Regions from separate parts of the Mus musculus genome. Here region 1 is linked to region 2. Evidence: chromatin contacts called from public Hi-C data. All regions are on one chromosome and are shown on one strand. The core of a region is the stretch at or near the end of the contact, and the rest is flanking DNA. Distances in the headings are between cores, read along the strand shown.

The links. A called contact is a pair of places that touch in the nucleus more often than the background predicts.
Region 1: a contact with region 2 is called in a Hi-C map of muscle stem cells, with 1.8 times the contacts expected there. The contact joins the enhancer-like site here to the promoter of Vipr2 in region 2. A contact is called at or near these places in 3 of 39 promoter capture datasets (the C10 cell line, embryonic stem cells and trophoblast stem cells), 1 of 15 datasets of contacts at CTCF or cohesin (pro-B cells), 16 of 484 Hi-C or Micro-C datasets (the Ba/F3 cell line, the C10 cell line, the C2C12 cell line and 10 more), 2 of 115 datasets of contacts at active chromatin or transcription factors (embryonic stem cells and memory CD8 T cells) and 4 of 9 other capture datasets (adipose tissue, liver, macrophages and 1 more).

Annotation. Positions count from the first base shown.
Region 1 is chr12:116,130,342-116,133,041 of GRCm38.p6, forward strand. The region is part of intron 6 of Vipr2 (vasoactive intestinal peptide receptor 2); the gene reads left to right. Among named protein-coding and RNA genes, the nearest start is that of Gm20658, 20 kb to the left of the region's middle. Within about 2 kb of position 1,305, at least 4 of the 459 cell types and tissues checked have an H3K27ac peak or open chromatin away from gene starts, as enhancers often do. A contact at or near this core is called in muscle stem cells, where this site is marked.
Region 2 is chr12:116,076,102-116,079,184 of GRCm38.p6, forward strand. Vipr2 (vasoactive intestinal peptide receptor 2) reads left to right here and starts at 1,625. Exons shown (of 13, transcript NM_009511.2): 1 at 1,625-1,792. The coding sequence starts at 1,745. It overlaps Gm46383 (a long non-coding RNA gene), which reads right to left and starts at 2,130. Exons shown (of 3, transcript XR_001780734.2): 1 at 1,934-2,130; 2 at 1,270-1,403.

The DNA.
Region 1 (2,700 bases), core at 55-2,554, 54 kb after region 2:
ACGCCTGAGCAATGGAAAGAAGCTGGATGGGTTCAGGCCTGTGTCAGCTCGCAAGACCAGGGGTCCACCAGAAGGCTGACTGGTGTCTAGCCACTGTGTGGGGCTGGGAAATTAAAAGACTCTAGGCCCTGGTGGCCAATGCTCACAGCAGGAGCACGTGAGAAATCCTTTCGTAGATGAGCATACACTTTAGTCTAAATCTTCCAGATTCCAGGGAATCCTTCTACCCGTTTCCTACAGAAAATCAACTCAGATGGGACAGGTATTTAAGAGCCTTCTGCATGCAAGTCTTCCCAGGGTTTTCTCCGCTAGCGTATAATGCTCCACATTTGGGAATTTGGTGTACTTCCTGATCAGGGGTCTCAGTAACTTAAAGAGACAGGACACTGAACTGCCCCACCTTCCCCACCCCCACTGTATGTGAGTCGATTCATCTGCTAACATCGTTTGGCCTGAAGAAAGTTTAATTAGTTTAGTTTTGACACTGCATAGTGCCTTGTAGCTGTCTAGCATGTCAGCTATGGCAAGCCCTCACCATCTACCTACACATACGTGCATCCTCCAGGCTCATGATGTAGAAGTGGGCTTTAAAAGAGATCTGTTATAATAGAAAAGTCAAAATCGGGATCCAGCACCTGGAAAAGTCTGCCCCTGGGCATACCTTGCTGTCTCTGTCCAATTGACTTGAGTAGGTAGTAAATTATCACCATTATCCCCACAAGCAGAGCCAAGGCCGAAGGGCCAGGCATGTGAGAGAACCCATGCCGCGCTGCAGAGACTAACCAGCCTCTTCTGTCCTGAGCTGAGGGTGTTAGCCAGATGTGCTTGCCAGATGTGCTTGCCAGATGTGCTTGCCAGATGTGCTTGCCAGAGGTGAACACTGAGGTGTCGCACGTCAGTGCCCAGGGCTCCCTTTGACTCCTTAGCTCGAGACACCCAGGACCCACCTCTATCTGAAGCATCCCTGCTTAACTCTACCTTGAGGAGACCCCAAACACCTGAACTCTTCATGTGGAGAGGCAGAGAGAAGGCAGCAGGCACCCCTGAAGGAGAAGAGGGTGGAGCAGCAGTACCACCCAGCCCACCCTCTTCTCCATGTTGCCAGAACCTACAGGGGAATCTCCACCTCACACTACAGTGTTGAGTTCCTTCTGACAAGTCTCTTTCCCTACACCACTGTGAGTACTTGCTGAACCAGGACTTAGCCTGCATCACAAATGATGAGATGAGGCTGAGGAAATCCTGCAGTTTTCCCAAGGTGCTGAAGATCCACCCTGAGTATGCGCTTCTCTCCCGAGGTCAGGCACCAGCCAGCATACCCAGGCTACTGCCAAAGGCTGGGCGTGAGAGCTGAAAACAGAGACAGGTGCCCTGAGCCTGCTTCCCAAGCTATTCTTTGGGGAATTGAGGATCCAGTACCTAAAGGCCCTGAGGTTCAAACACAGAGGAGGCAGTCAGGAGGGGGAAAGATGCAAAGAGGGAACCAAAGAAGAAAGCCAGAACCCAGCATGGAGGGGAGAGAGGAAGAAAAGGACGGTGCTGCCTGAAGAATGATAAAGTTATGAACACATTAGCAAAATAGAGTCAGACTGCAGAATGAGCCACGGGAAACCTTTCTCCTTCCAACTCCATTTTTTCCATTTTATTCCTGGATGTATTTCACTAAACCAACATTACTCTCCCAAGCAGCCCACCAGAAATGCTCCCCACGATGTGACAAATTGCTTTTTCCAGGCAGCAGAACGATTCCACACATGAAGAGGCCTCTTCCTGGCCGGGGAAGGCTGGCAGAACAACTCTTCCATGTGGCCAGAGGCCACGTAGGTTCCTCAACTTCTGGGCAGCTTGCATTCCGCAGAGCAGTTTATCACTAGAGATCTGAACAGATTTCTCTAGAGGTCTGCAGATTCTAAGAATCCTGAGTGCTGCCTGTCTGGATGAGGGAAGTGGATAAGCCGCAGTCCCAAACATTACATCAAGTCCCAGACAGTCACCTAGACAGAAACAGGCTCTGTTTGACTATTGAGTGTCTAAGGGAATGAGGGGATAGCAGACCAAAAGTCCAGGCTGGAAGTTCAGCTAGGGGTCATCATCACACACAGCTAATGTCAGAATGGAAGAGGGAAAAAAAGCAGAAACAGTGAATGAGTTTGCCCACATACATATGCAGAGCATATACAAAACCCTGTACATGAACAGTTTTTCACTCATTTTCAAAATGCTCATATGCTAGACATTGTTCAGACATGTGTACATGCATCCCAGGTATGCCTGTGTGCATATATGAACCTCAGACACATGAGTATTCACATGTGTATATACTCAAACAGAGACTCCCAAACAGAGCTTTGGTCTCTCAGGATCCTGCTAATGATCTGCTTGGCCTTGTTAATCCCTGTACTGACCTAGCAGGGGAACAGCAGACCCCTCCCCCTACATGCACACACACACACACACACACACACACACACACACACACATACTGGACGGACTCCAGTGTTACGTGATTCTGTGAGCATTGCTGTAGAAGGAGAGGTCAGAGAGGATTCCATGTTGCTCAGGCCTCTGGTCCTCCTCATAGGTCATACTTGTTACCAATGAGCTAAGGGACAGACATGAGAAGCAGCATTTCTGGTGGCATTTAGCAAGACCATGGAATCCTCATAAGCATCCCTCTGCACCTTTTCCTATATAGATGCC
Region 2 (3,083 bases), core at 375-2,874:
AGAGATGAAACGGGGCTAAGAGCAGGTCTGGAGGATGCTGGAGGGCACAACACAAGGCTGAACTCAGGTTCATATCCAGGCTGTGAACAATGTGAAGTCCCATCAGAACCAAGCAGTCACCATAGGCACAAGAGTCTCTCTCTCTCTCTCTCTCTCTCTCTCTCTCTCTCTCTCTCTCTCTCTCTCTCCTTACCCCAATTCAGAAGAATGGAGAGACCTTGAAAGACATGACCAGTCTTTTTAGGACCTTCGCTCCTCCAGGATACCCCCAGGAAAACAAGTCCCTCTTGTCTCCCCGTGCCTGTATCTCATCCTTGTCAGGACTATCACTTCATCTCATCATATATGCCATTGCTGTGGTTGGAACCCTGGCGTCTCACCCAGTTTTGACCAATAACATCCGGACGTGACTTTAGAATGCATCCCTCACAACAATTCAGGTGTATCAGCTCTCCTAATTCTAATTGTAACCCTCTGGGATGGAGCAATGGCAGGGGTCGATGTTGTGATTTACAAATGTGCAGGTGGATCAGGTTCACTGGCTGAAACAGCGGACAGGGGTTGTGGACAAAGCCAGAGCCCAAGCTTCCTGGCCCCAAGCTGCAGACCTAGTGCCCAGACCTTCTCCTCCATAAAATCCCCTGATGGACAAACACAGGCAGATGCACAGATAGTGGAAGGGTGACAGAAAACAGATAGAAACCTAGGTCCAAGGGTACACGGGGCTCTGATGTCATGGAGCACATGATGAACTCAGTGGGGAGAAAAATAATGGGCAGATAGACACCCCAAAGTGTGAAGGATACATTTTGTACTATTTCAGACTTCTGACTTTGGGCTTGAAATTATATCTGAATAAGAAGTTTAAAACTTGCCTGCTTTACTTAATGGAGTACTATTGTCTGCTGGTAGCTTTCTGCTCTTCCCTAGACTGGTCTGTCGACAGACAGCCAAACCATAGCTGAACAGTGGCAGTGTCTCCACAAGCCTAGTGTACAATGAGCCACACACGTGTCACCTGAGGGTTTGGGGTGCCGATGAGCAGACCCACTTTTGCGTTGATGAAGTCTCTGCTTTCTGTTCAACTTGGCCTTAGGCTCTCAAGGGGAGCCATGCAAGAGCTTTCTCTTTTCTCTCTGCTCACACCAGTGCAGACCTAACCATGGTCGTCCAGCCACTTTCTGCACTTTTTCCTTGTGCTGCACACAGGCTTCGCATTTGCACAGGGAGTTGGTGCCAGATGCTACCTCAGCGCTCAAGTTCCCTTACCTGGAATTGGGCAATGCCCTCTGTGGGTGAGCATCTGCTTACTTGAGCCACCAGCTCTCCAAAGGCTTGAACACGGCAGCCCACAGTGGGGTCGCAGAGGAGGGAGGCAGTACAGCTCGGTTAGCAGAGGGAGCCTGGGAGGAAGGAGCGCGAGAGAGCAGGGCTGACAAGGGAAGTACCCAGGCCAGGAGGGGGTCGGGGTGAGGCCCAGGGTCTTGCACTTCAGAGGGAAGTAGGGGTGGAAGGAGGGACGTTTGGACAGAGATCTGGTGGACCGGAGTGCCAGAGAGAGACTCCGCAAAAAGGAGAAAGGGGCGCGAGGCGGGGACTGGGCCGAGGGGCGGGGCCGGGACTTGCAGCCTGGAAGGCGGAGAGGGCGATAGGCGCGAGACTGAGGAAATCCGCGCTGGGAGGCCCGGAGCAGGGGACCGTGCTGCTGAGGCGCCAAGGACCGAGGCAGCACGCTGAGCCCAAGATGAGGGCGTCGGTGGTGCTGACCTGCTACTGCTGGTTGCTGGTGCGGGTGAGTGAACCCGCGCCCACTTCCCGAAGAGGCGCATCCTGCAGTGGACCGCGGGGCTCACCTCCGAGTCCCAGCACGAGCGGGCGGAGCGTGGGGCCAGGGGAGACAATCCAGAGCAGAATGCTTCCTACTGAGCCTTACCAAACCCTGGGCTGCTGGACTCAGGGGAATTTTCCTATTCCCACCGCCGTTGCGGGTTCGCCAGAAGTGGGGTTGAAGTTCTCCTCGACCCCCGCCCCTGGGACGACCTGGGTCCTGGTCTGGCAGTGCTCCTGGAGTTGGGAACACCCCTAGCACCCAGCGAGAAGAGTGGCCGCTGCCCGGGCCACCTGCTCTGACTTTGCTTCCGATAGAAACTGCTGTTACTCTGTGGTTAAATATTTCTCTTTCCATCTCCTGGTCTGAGTGTTTGTTTAGTATGTGACAGAAGGAAAGTGCTGTGGCTAAGAAAGTTTCCTTTTGGAAATACTCTCTTTTTTATTTCTTCTTCTTCTTCTTCTTCTTCTTCTTCTTCTTCTTCTTCTTCTTCTTCTTCTTCTTCTTCTTAAGAGAGCCAAAAGAACCCCTGAACCGAAGTTTGTTACATGGGTTGCATTGGTTTTATGTAGTTCTCCGGAACTCTACCCTTTATTTGAAAACCTTTCTTAAGAAAGAAAAAGAAGGGCTTGAGCCTTATTTCTTGCATTTGCTTCTCTGCTCTGAGAACTGTATCCCTGTGGAGCTTAAGGTTTCCACACATATCTAGGCCTCCGGCTGAGGGAGCCAACTAAGCTTAGTGTGTGCAGCAAGAGGGGAGGGGATGTTTAAGGAAATCCATCCGTCATTGTTGATGAAATTTCAGTTTTCTGGAGCATATCTTCTCTGCCCCCACGGGCAGCTGAGGGAAGCTTCCCAAGGATGCTCGAGAATCCTCGGGACTCCAATCACTTTAACCTTTCAGACATCCCAACATTTCATCGTTCCCCATGTTCCAGGAATGTCAGCAATACCAGGCTTTTAGCACCTTAATTTATCATCTCATCAGTTCTGAAATTCAGATCAGTGAGTTGCTATTGCTTGACCTCCGAATCTCTGCATTTTAGTGGTTGTGTAGCAATGAGCTGGTAAATCCAAGGTACCTCAAGTGATTTTAAATGAAGTGAATGTAGCAGAAAAATTCAACATTGAGTTTTGTCCTTTGATTCTATTGGGAAATTGTATTCCTCGTTGGGATGCTAGCTGGCCTAGATCAACAGTAGGATAACTAAACACAGAGATAGCCATACCTAACTGAGCAGGATTCCTTTGCATT